2 separate regions of the Mus musculus genome follow, and region 2 is linked to region 1. The links are chromatin contacts, called in public promoter capture Hi-C maps. All regions are on one chromosome and are shown on one strand. The core of a region is the stretch at or near the end of the contact, and the rest is flanking DNA. Distances in the headings are between cores, read along the strand shown.

Region 1 (5,984 bases), core at 1,883-4,382:
AAAATCTTTCTTTTACTTGCTTCTTGTCTGGTATTTGGTCAAAGAGACAGAAAAAAATGAAACCTACACATTACAGGTCTTACTATGAACCACATGTCTTCTATCTTTTCCCCTATTGGTCCATCTTTTTAATCATTATTAGCCTGAATATCATGGTTTTTGAAGTGGCAAACTAAGACTAATCTTTGATTTTCCCCATTTTCTTTCCCAACCACACTCAACAGTAAGTTCAATGGAATCAAGATCTAAACTACTCAACAGATGCGCTCATTCAGTAAATCCTTAAGAGCCTCATTTACATATGACACAACATCAGTCAGGAGAAAATAGTCCCAGGTCACAGAAAACACAAGGAGACTTGAGCCTTCGGCCAGCTTGGGCTCCATAGTAAAGTATCAAACATCAGGGTCTACATAGAGAGATCCCATCTCTCTCATGCCTACTACAGTCCTCAAAACAAGACGTTCTTATAAGAGGGAATAAATAAATAACAAGGTTATAGATGCAGTGTGCGGTGGGGGAGTTAGCAATATGGGGGGGGGGAGAAGGAGGTCATCGGGAAGACAGCGAATGCCAACTCACAAGAGGGCACAGTGGGGTTAAAGTAAACATGGCGATGCTCTAGCAATCATGTGACACTTCACCTCCACCACCACTGACATCACCTGAGCCACCCTCAGCTTCTGCTTTTTCTTCAACATACCCACCTTCATGTCACTCCTCTGTGCCATGATGAACACTGAAATATACAGTCCTTTCCGAATGGCACAAATCCCTACCTAACCTGCTCCCACTCGAATCTCCAACTTCATTTTGAGTCAGACGCTGAAACCTTCCAGAAGTTCCTAGAATCCCTCAGATTTGCTCATGCTTTTCCTGCCCTAGTCGGTCCCAGTAAAAGGGACATCTCTAAGTCCTTCTGATCTTCCTACATCTGAATCTGAATTGGTGAGACCATTCCATCACCAAACCTAAAGCGCACACTCTGCTCTTACCCATCACAGCCCCTGACTTACAGGTTGGAGCTGCACACTAATTTAATCTGATATTAATATGTACATTTATTTGGTGGCTCCTTCACTCCCAAACAGAATATAAACTCAAGAGTCTGCTGCCTTTATTTCTCTTGCTCTCATTACAATCCCCAGGAGCACTCAGGCACAGAATACATATTTATTGATTGAATAAAGTAACCCTTTCTGGCCACCTTGTAATTTCAACACCAGATGTGACCAAAACACCATTAACTAAAAGCAGTATCTTATTTTCATAAATCCATAGAGTATTAGGTTGAGTAACAACTTGGAGATCAATGAACGTCTATGTACCTAGGAAAGATAAGCAATGTGTACAGAGCTCTGTGACTACAGAACTGGAACCAGAGAGAGGCCTCATAGGTCCAAGTTCTTCCAATCAGCAGCCATTTCCTTTCTCTTTAAAATAAGATTATTTTATTCTTTTATTGTTGGGGTTGCACACTGGGCTTTATGCATGCTAGGCCAGTACAGCACAGGGTCTTACTCTGTAGCCCAATCTGGCTTGGGACTTGAAATTCTCCCTCCTTAGCCTCCTGAGTAGCTGGCATTGGTGTACCAAGCCAGAGATGATTCTTATATTGTAGCCCAATTCATGATATATACATTGGAGGGAGGACCTGCCAATAATATTCAAGGTGGAGATAGTCTAAGAGATAAGAGGACAGGCTTTGGAGTCAGGAAAAACAAAACAAAACAAAACAAAAACCACTCCTCCTAACACCTTCCAGCTGTATTGCTTGAACATTCTGTATAGGATTTTGCTCATCCATACCATGAAGCTATCTGGCAAGGCTGTGTAATTAATTAGACTTTAGAGTTTAGGTAAATTTCAAAAAATAAGTACTTGGACATCCCTAGGATTCAGGAACCAGGAACAGAAATAAAATCTGTTTCCTCTTTGACTCCAAAACTACATATACTATGTTTCAGTTACTTTGATAATTTTAAAGTAACATCCAGCCTCCATAAATAAAATCATAATTTCATAAAGACACACTAGCAGAATCTGGTGTTCAAATTATCCTTTTGAAAATTGTCATCTGACTGATTGATAGTCAGAAATAGTCTGATCTTTTTCTTTTCGGTGCGCACTGCGATTCTCTCTCTTTCTCTCTCTCTTTCCCCCTCTCCCTCCTTGTCTCCTCTCTTCTTCCCTTTCCTTTTTCTTTTCTTTCTTTTTTTTTTTTTTTTGGCGTGAATTCATTATTTATAGAATGGCACCAGGCCTCAAGGATACTGTTGGACATCCATCCATCCCTTCTGTCTATGTAAACTAAAATGGAATGGTCCAAGTGGTTGTCTAGTCCCCGGGACCACTCATTCTTTCTTTGTCGCAACGAAAGCAGTATCCTTGAGTACAAAAAGTAAACGCTTGTTAGTCACTCCATGTCGGAGGAGATTTGAAGATGTCTGCCCTGGCAGGTATCACTATATCTAAGGCATCTTTACAGCCACCACTCAGAATCAGGGCGTATAAACTTTGCTCAGATATCTAAGGAGTCACATTTAAGTGTTGCAATACAGCTACAAGAAGGTAAACAATCCAGGAGAAAGTGGATTCTGCTGTTGAAGTTTGTTAAAGAAACCGGAGCAGGGAACAGATGCCTCCACCTTCCATTTCAGCCCATGTAGGGAGAGCAAAGCTACTGCAACAGGTCCCTAGAGTTCAGCAGTCAGACAGAACCGAGCAAGTACAGCACGGGACCTGCTCAGGGCCTCGAGCTTTCAAATCAGACTTTGGGAGACCTGAGGTTGGGGGAAGGTCAGCGCCCTCTGAGCCCAAGTCAGTTCTCCAAGGCTCCTGAAGCCAGGCCCCATGGTCTTTGCAACTCCGGGACCTCCAGAGAAAGGTGGCAGGGCCGCTTCCCCTTTCCCAGGGTGCCGCTCCACGTGGCTGCTTGCAGGACAAGCCCTGAGTTCCAGGCCTAAGTCCTCACCTTTCCTACCAGGTCCACAGCTACTTAACCAGCTCCGGGGCTTCCTTCATTCCGCGCTGTGCGCCGCCTTCTCCCCCTGGGAACTTGACTTGAGCTAGGTCGGCTTCCCCTCCCTTTGGGAAGTTGTCTCTCTCTTCCACCCCCACCCCCACCGCATCATCGCCTCACCCTGCCGCCGTCCCCTCCCTCCGATCCTCCCACTTTGCATGTCCACTAGCCTTTTCCCCGCCCACTGACCCTAAGTCACTCCCACTCAGATTTAAAACCACTCCCTGTGAGCCCGCGCCAGCTCTGAAACCCCGCCCATTAGGTTTCTGCTCTGACAGGGAGGATTTTAAGTCCAGGCTGAACTCCCACCAGCTGGAGGCCCTACTCAGGAGCAAGCCTGAAGTTTGCAGCTAAACTGCTCTCAGAGGCTGAGTTAAGAGCCCACCCAGTCTACATCCTAATTATCCCATTTCTCTTTGGCTCAGCTGATGTGAAATCCCCAAGGAGAAAGTAAGCTACTGGATTTTGCCCAGGTCTCAATTACAGACTCCTTGAGTAATTTTTTTTTCCTGTGTCCTCCAAGACAAGCACTGCCAATTTGATGTCATGCTGCGTTTTGTATCCCTATGATTAACACAGGGAATTCTGGCTTTCTCTCTTTTGTTGATTGTTTTGTTTTGGTTTTTTTTTTTCGTTTTCCTGGACCTGCTTGCTGCATTTAAAACTTGAGTGCTGTACTAGACCACATGAAGCAGCCCTACTACTTGGCATCACTGAACCAAGCTCAGTCAATATGCACTAGTCTGCAAATCATGGTCTTAGGAGCCGCTGTCACCATACAAAGTCTTACCTGTCTGCATTGAACTCCCATTTCATTTTAATCTGAAATCCGAGGAAGAGGAAGAACTTAGAGCAGTCATTTCTAAGGAAGACAGGTTTAGAGCTAAGAATCAATGGCTTATGAAGGCAGTTCTGTTACACTTGGAAACCAACCTGTTTCTGCTTAACGTTTAAAAATAGAGTTTTACTTGTTTAAAGGTTGTTACATTGTATTGTGTGTAGGTGAAAACGGTTTTCCTCGGAATTTCTTTCACTATATGGGTTCTGGGATGGAATTCAGATGGGCAAATCACCTTTATCTGCGAAGCCAGTCTGCAGGCAGTTTTTCTCTGATTACAGACAAGGAAACAGACTTAGAGAAGGCTCTTCAAGTTCTAGGCCAGGACTAAACTGCAGTTTAGTTTATATCAACCATGGTACCATATCTTCTTAGGGAGCTTTGATTGGAAGGCAGAAAATACTTTTATTTAAGTCAGAAGGAAAGAAAGAAGGAAAGTTACACAGTTCCCTTCTCTTTCTTTCCTCGATTACTTCTCTTTTTAAGCAATGCTACAGTAGGAGAAGCCCTTGATAAGGGGGTTAGTAAGGGGCAGATATTGAGAAAAATTTAGCTAGGTAAATCCTAGAATAAACATAGGGTCTCAAACTAAGAGAGGGGGAGAATAAATGTGGAAGTTAGGAAGAGCAGAATGCCCTCCCATGAGTAAGTCTTGCCTTTGCGTCCTGGGAGACTTGAATATTGTTCCCATGAGTGGGGCTCACACTGGGATGATATAATGAATAGATGGGTCGAGGGAGGCTTCTGGCGTGATTTCAGGGCTGGCTACCACTGTTCATTGCTCACACGGTAACCATGAAGCCGTATAAAAGTGTGCCTGGCAATGGTTGTTACGGAGAGGCCTAAGAGTCCATTACTTATTATGTTCTGTATTTTAGCAGTCCACTCTCCCAGGGATGAAATTATGCACAAGGTTCATGTTAAAAACGGACTTCAGTTTTTTTCCTTTAGGGAAATGATAAAGTTCTCTACCGCCCACATTAAACCCACCGAGCAGCATTCAGATTTCACATGCGGACTCTTTCTTCTGTGGCATTTTACACCTTAAAAAGATCGCAGGAAAGGAGAATGACCATAAGCTTTCATTATCATTAAGGGAATCATGAAATCGCAAATTAATATGTAAACCATTTATTTATATTTAAACACCCCTCCCCTCAGTAAAGTGCGACCATAGACAACTGTGAAACACTCTAGCATGTTGGGTCTAACTGTATATTGTTGTCTTGATGTATATTGTATGTTATTTGTATGCTGCTGCAAGTTGAATAACGAATAACGTCGAAGTTTAAAAATAAATTAAATAGTGGCTGGAGAGATGCTCATCTCTTACTCTTATAGAGGACCCCAGTTCAGTTTCCAGAACCCAGGCTGGGCATCTCACAGCTTCATGTAACTCCAGTTCCAGAGGCTCCAACATCATTCTCTGACTTCCTTAGGCACCTTTACTGACACGTACAGACCCATACACAGACACACATATATATAAAAATAATAAGATATTTATTTACTGTGATTTCATATATAAGTATTATATTGGCATTATTTCCCCTGTCTTGTTCTCCCTACAACTTCTCCCATGTACTACTCTCATTTCCTTCTCAAATACACGGCTTCTGAATTTTTGATGATTATTTTCATATATCCACATACATTATAAGTATAATCTGCTGAGTTAGCTTAGTTTCACTCATATGTTATATGTTACACTCATATGTTATATGTGTGTAGACCACTTGGGTTGCACCAGTTGTTTGGGAGCTCTTTCCTGGAAAAGATTGGTTCTTCCTCTCTCAATAGTCATTCATTTTAACACTTCATCTATGAGTAAGACCATGTGAGATTTCTCACACTCATGTGGGCATGTCACTTGGTATTGTCATTATTGAGCCTTGTTTAGGCAGCCACGCTGTTGACATTTTATGGGTGGGCACAACTTCCCTGTCACATGTAGAATATGCTATGTCACAGCAGATATCCTGCATCTGTTTAAAAATATAAAATAAAAAAAAAAAAACCAAACCCTTTTGCTGACCTCAGAATCTATTAGCTTTGTATATAATGAAACAAGAATAACAGCCGTGAAATGCTGTGCTGTTTAACTCTCAATGGTAACCTAACATC
Region 2 (5,984 bases), core at 2,446-4,945, 1.1 Mb before region 1:
AAATGTGCAGATGCTCGCTGTAGGGAGGATTACAGGAGGAAAAGCCTCTCCATTCTCCAGTTCCCTGGACTTGGTCTGCTTATCTGAACATCACACTAAAGTAAGATTTAAAATATTCCTTCTAATGTTATATTCAGTTGCACACGCTGACTGTTTATTCTAGCATGTGAATATTTTCATGATCAATTTTGTTATGTACAAAATAATTCTTTAGATTGAAGTTCTTATAACACACTATCTAGAGAGCAGAAGGCTTTTAATTAAAAAGTTTTGGTTTTCAACTCTCAGGCTATCAATCTCCGTAATCACGCCCATAGTGAAGGAGGCTTTAGATTCTGTGTAGGCCTTAAGGGGCCTTCTTGACATCCATAAAAGGAAAGAGATTATTAAATCAACTCCGTGGCAGGAAAGGTGTTATGTAACTAACACATCTTATTACTCCAAAATACAGAATATATTTTAAATTTATTCATAAGATTATTTTCCCTATCCACTCTAAAATACTGCTCATGGACTGGAGAGATGGCTCAGTGGTTAAGAGCACTGGCTGCTCTTCTAGAGGTCCTGAGTTCAAGTCCCAGCAACCACATGGCGGCTTATGACTATCTATGAAGGGATCTTCTGGCATGACTCCTACACTTAAAAAAAAAAAAGGAAAACAACAAATAAATAAACTTAAAAAATAAATAAAAACCCAAATTTATAAAATACTGCTCATGAGGATATACCCTCATTTCCCCTCATCCATATTAGCTATTTACAACTAGTACACAATAAATTATTCATTTTCAAAGAGATAGCTTAGTAAATCTGTTGTTACATATTCCTAAGTATTTAATATTTTTCCAAAATGTTACATTTTGCACTTTGTATAAACCATCATTATTGTGAAAATGAGGTACAATCTTGGGCCCAGTTCTGTGGTTTGCACTAATCTCAGCCAAATGGCTAAGAAGTGACTTAAAAGGAGTGCTTGGAAGGGAGATGATTTATTGACCATGGAACAAACCCCACCTCTGCCATTACATTGGGATTAATGACAACACTAATTTGTAAATATACACTTTATATATAATTTAATATATAAATATGTAGTATATTTATATATTTAATATATTTAATTTATACATATTTTAACTTGGTGTGAAAACAGAAATCACAACAGCCTCTGTTTAGTTTTGGTCTTTCTTCCCCACAGACATTAATAACTTCAAGCAATGCTGTTACTGCTAATTTTTTTCCTTTCTAATTTCATAGAAAATAATCATACATTACATATGTTGTTTGGCCTCTTTAGCTCAGCAAAACCTTTATGAGATTCATTTTTGTTGACTGGCTGGCTGCTCATCTTCTTATTCTGCTGAGTAATATCGTACTAAACGAGTACACTACCATTTGTCTACTCATACATGTGTTAATGGACATGTGGGTTATTTTTAGTTTAGGGCTACTATGACTAAACTGTTATGAATACCCGTGTCTAATTCATTGTGTGGGCATATGTTTTTGTTTACCTTGGTTAAATACAAAGGAGGAAATTGCTCAGCCATATGACAACTAAACGTGTTGATCTTTTAAATAAATTGATAAATTGTTTTCCAAAGCAGTGTTCTCTTTAGCCCCGTGAAGAAGGCCAGTTGCTACACACCCTTGCCAGCCCTTTGAAATGTTAGCCACTTTAATTCAAAATTTCCCTACTCCTAGTGAAGCCAGCAGCTACGAGCGTGGCACTGATGAGTTCTTCCTTCCCGTGTGCTCTACATTCTCTTATTTGCTAAAAACAGACAAACAAAAGCAGACTCCTTTATTGAATTAAACATACTTTATTTTACTTGTGTGTGGTGTGTCTTTCTGTGTGTATGCCGTGTGTGGGTTCCCGAGGAGGCCAGGAAAGTGGATTAGATACTCAGGAACTGGAGTTTCAGGGCTGTGAAACCACTGACCCGGGTCCTAGGAGCCAAACTCGGGTCCTCTGGAAGAGCAGCAGGCACTTTAAACTGCTGAGCTCTCTTCCTAGCCCCTGTCCTATCGAATTATAAAGACTCATCATATACTCTTGTTACTTGAATGTATGGTGAATATTCACTTTTAAAATTGTTTTTGGAATAGATTTTTACATTTTAATGTAAAATTTTAAGTCTTCTTTCCTTTCCTCTTTCCTTCCCTCCTTCCTTCCTTTCTTTATGATAGTTGTACCTAAGAAGTCTTTGCCTTTTTTCCTAACATCAGAGATTCTGTTTTCTTCTTGTTTCATATGCTTGCTTCTGTGTTTAATTCTATGATCACCTTGAAGTTAGCACATAGCCATGATGTAAGATTCATTTTTTCTGTGGTTGTCCAGTTGCTCCACTCATTGAAAAGATTAAAATTCCCACACTGAATTGCTTCAGGTTATGGTGTATTTGAACTCTGCAGTCACATTGGTCCACAATTCCCTTCTGCTTACTATTCTAGGTTGACCATTGTAGTTTCATAGTGAGGTTTATAATAAATAGGCTATGCACATGCTCCTAGTTCTTCCTATACATGTTCATGGATCTGTAGGTTTTAGCTTTTCAAATAAAACCTGCTGGCATCTGGAGAGAACTGACATTGTAACATTTTGAGATTTAGAGGCCTGTTGTGTCATATGGCAGTGATTTAATGTTCAGTGTACAGGGCCGGCACCTGCTTTAGTAAATTTATCCCTAGTACACTTTCCACTTGGAAGGTTTTACTTAACCCCACTTCCCCTGACATTTCTGAAACTGGACGGGTAATCCTCCCATTTCACATCCACAACAATGTGCACACCCAGGGGAGTTCATGGACAAACCTATAGTCATTTCTCCCCTCTGACAGTGTTGCCCTTTGCAAAATGTCTTTCTCTCATTATAAGCAAGATGCCTGAAAAGTACTAATATGCATACTTCAGTTGACAAACAGTATCAAGTCAGTACTTGATTTTGATGGATCATTTCCTTAACCCTATCTCTCTATGAGGTTTACCATTTTATTTTCTTTTGCAGAAATGTAGGCATACACAAACTTCTAAATTCCCAGACTGGTGGAGTCAGGAATTTGGGGGTTGAATTTCAGTAAACTGACTCTAGGCTGCTTGCTTAGCCACACTCTATAAAGGGAAAGGAAAGGGGGCTATTACCAGAATGGTTCTTGAGAAGAAGAGAGAAAAAGGGGAGATTAAATGTGGAGAGCCATTGGGCACTTCTTCCCAGCAGGACAGGAAACTTGTTAACACCATGGCTGGATTTCCTGTCAGTATCCTAACACCTATCCCTCTTTGCCTACGTCCTTTCTCCCAGCTTCCTTTAGAACAGATCTCTAGAACCCATGACATCCGTCTGACCCAGTAATGAAAGGCATGGGGCAAGGCTAGGCCGGAGTTGCTTCTCCAGAAACTCGGGAGAGCGAGCATTTGGTAGGGAGACCCTGCTCTCGGGGCAAAACCCCTGCCACCTCGGGTGCACTCGCTCTATCTGGACAAGGCTCTCCAGCGGGGCACCCACTGCCAGGGCGCACGTCGCTCGCGTCTCTCTAGGAAGAGGTCGCAGCCAGTGCGGACAGCTCTCCCGCGGGAGCGCGCCGCGTGACACTGCCTGGAAGCCATGACCCCGGCTGGCCCACCCCGGGGCTAGGGCCCTGAGCGCGCGCTCCCGAGAGGCGGCGCCGGGGCGGGGCGCGCGGCCGGGGGCGCGCTCCTCCCCCTCGCGGGAGGCCGGGCAGGCGGCGCCGACCCCCCGCGCGTCGCACATGGAGCGCTGGACCGAGGCGGCGGCCGCGGGCAGCGGCACTTCAGTGGCGCGCTCAGCCGGCCCCTCCCGCTCCTGTGCGCTGCTCCTCCGGGTCCGCGTGCGCGGTCACCATGGCGTCCAGTGAGGAGGACGGCACCAACGGCGCCTCCGAGGCCAGCGACGAGAAGGAAGCCGCCGGCAAGCGGAGACGCCTAGGCTTACTGGCCACCGCCTGGCTCACCTTCTACAATATCGCCATGACGGCCGGGTACGTGCGCGCGAAGGTCCTTCCACGCTCCGCAAGCACCAGTGCGGTCCCTCAGCGATCCGGGCTCGGGGACGCGGGGAGCGCGCTCTCGCGGGGCTGCTGGGGGTCGAGGGCGCGCGCACGGGGATGGAACGGAAGCGCACGGGGGAACTGTCAGGGGTCTAGGCGGAGGCGCGCGACGGTGGCGGGGGCTTTTGGAGCGAGAGCGCGCGTGTCGGCCAACTGGGGGTCGCGGCCCCGTAGGCGCACATGGAGCGGGACAGCGCGTGTGCCCGGCCACTTGCGATCGGAGCACTCTGGGAGAGTGGCCGGGGCGCAGAGAGCAAGAGCGCGCGTGCTGGGCCCTAGGTGGTCGCGGCGCGGCGGGGGCGCGCGGCGCAGTGGGGGAGGGGCGTAGCGGGGTTGAATGGAGCGGGGCGGGGCGGGGCGGCCAGCCGCCGCTCGCTGGGCATTGCCTAATACGGTGCACGGTGTGGCGCGGCGGCACGGGGCGCGGGCCGGAGGTTAAGTATAGACCCGGGCAGGAATGTGGGGCCGACCCACGGGGCAGGCGACTGCGGCTCGGCCGCCTCCGCCTGCTGTTGAAGAAACGGCCCGGTCTATTCACCCGAGCCGGGAGCTGTCCGCTGGCTGTGGGCACCGGACCCTGGCCGTGTGGTTCCTGGTGCTGTGGATTGCTGGGCAGTGTCTTCACCTACTGTTTTTTCTTCACCTACTGTTTTTGTTTTAAGCATGGCACTTAGAAATGCCCACTTGGGACTTTGTTTGAAACATCTGGAACAGGGCAGATAATCAGCATCTTTCTGGCCTTGTCCTTTCCAGATTACCGACTACCCACCCTACTCCCCATCTCTGGCCTCCCCCCAGACCTAGTGTGAGTAGGAAGTTAGGATCAAAGGGCTATCAAATGACTTATGGGTCTACTGTGACCGAAACCCATTATGAAAATGTCCTTTGCTGTCTTGCCTTTAGAAAGAGTTACTTTCTCAATATCTTCTCACGTTTTAAGTTAGAGGATTGTGAAGAAACCTTTAGTATTTAAAAGTCTCTGAAGCTTATAGAAAAAATGTGAACGTGTAAAAAAATGTGATTCTATTTAACAAATGTTCCTGTCGATCATCTAGTATATATTATACTACTGAACATCAAATATAATTAGTTCGTAGATATGTATTTATTGGGGGTTACTGTGTGCCAGGGACTGTGCTGGTTCCTTTGGCTGTCTTCTAATTTTTAGTTTTCTGCAATCCTGTGAGGGGTACAGAATAATATTTTAGAGTGAGGTATGGAGAGACCCCCAAGTCACTGGCTGGAGATCACAACCAGAAAGTGTCAGGCATGGATTTCCTCTGAGACTCACTCCAGAGTTGTGCAACCTCATCTTCTTGCTGCCCTGAATTCCAGACCTTTGAAAGTTCAGAAAAGCAAACAGCCTTAGAACAACTGGCAGATGGTTCAATGCCCACCATACTCTGTTGCCTCAAAATGCAGCAGGGTCTGGGAGCGGCCGGTTTCCTCTGAGACTTGCTCACCAAGTGAGTAAACGTTTTTGGAATACTCACCTTATGTTAGTTGATTGGCTGGCCCTTCCCTGTCCAGTCTGCTTTCCATTTTTAAGACCACGTTATTGTTTCAAAAATGAAAACTTGCTGCACAATCCCAGTTTAAGATCTTGATTGAGAAAGTTAAAATAATCCCCGGGTGGCCGGCTCCCATCCTAAGGAACTTGGGATGTGCTCATCGACAACCATTTTCACAGATTCCCGTACTACCCAGTTTACCTTTCCAGTGTTCTTGCCTTTGAAACCCCCTGACTCTGTTTTTCAGGATGCGTTTTACAGTTCTCTTTGTCTTTGCTGTTCCCTCTTTCTGTGATGTCATCCTTTTCTTGTGGCTGCAGCAGTACCTTTGAACTTTTCTAGGCTCCCCTGCCTAGAGGGGCTTTGTGTCCTCACACTTTAGTCCTGCTGTGCCCTCCTTTCTGC

What was found. Capture Hi-C pulls out chosen DNA fragments and counts their contacts.
Region 2: a contact with region 1 is called in a promoter capture Hi-C map of adipose tissue. The contact joins the promoter of Hacd1 here to the promoter of Pter in region 1. A contact is called at or near these places in 1 of 115 datasets of contacts at active chromatin or transcription factors (astrocytes) and 2 of 9 other capture datasets (adipose tissue and liver).

What each region holds. Positions count from the first base shown.
Region 1 is chr2:12,921,189-12,927,172 of GRCm38.p6, reverse strand. It overlaps Pter (phosphotriesterase related), which reads right to left and starts at 3,132. Exons shown (of 6, transcript NM_001305437.1): 1 at 2,975-3,132.
Region 2 is chr2:14,053,746-14,059,729 of GRCm38.p6, reverse strand. It overlaps Hacd1 (3-hydroxyacyl-CoA dehydratase 1), which reads left to right and starts at 3,695. Exons shown (of 7, transcript NM_013935.3): 1 at 3,695-3,999. The coding sequence starts at 3,863.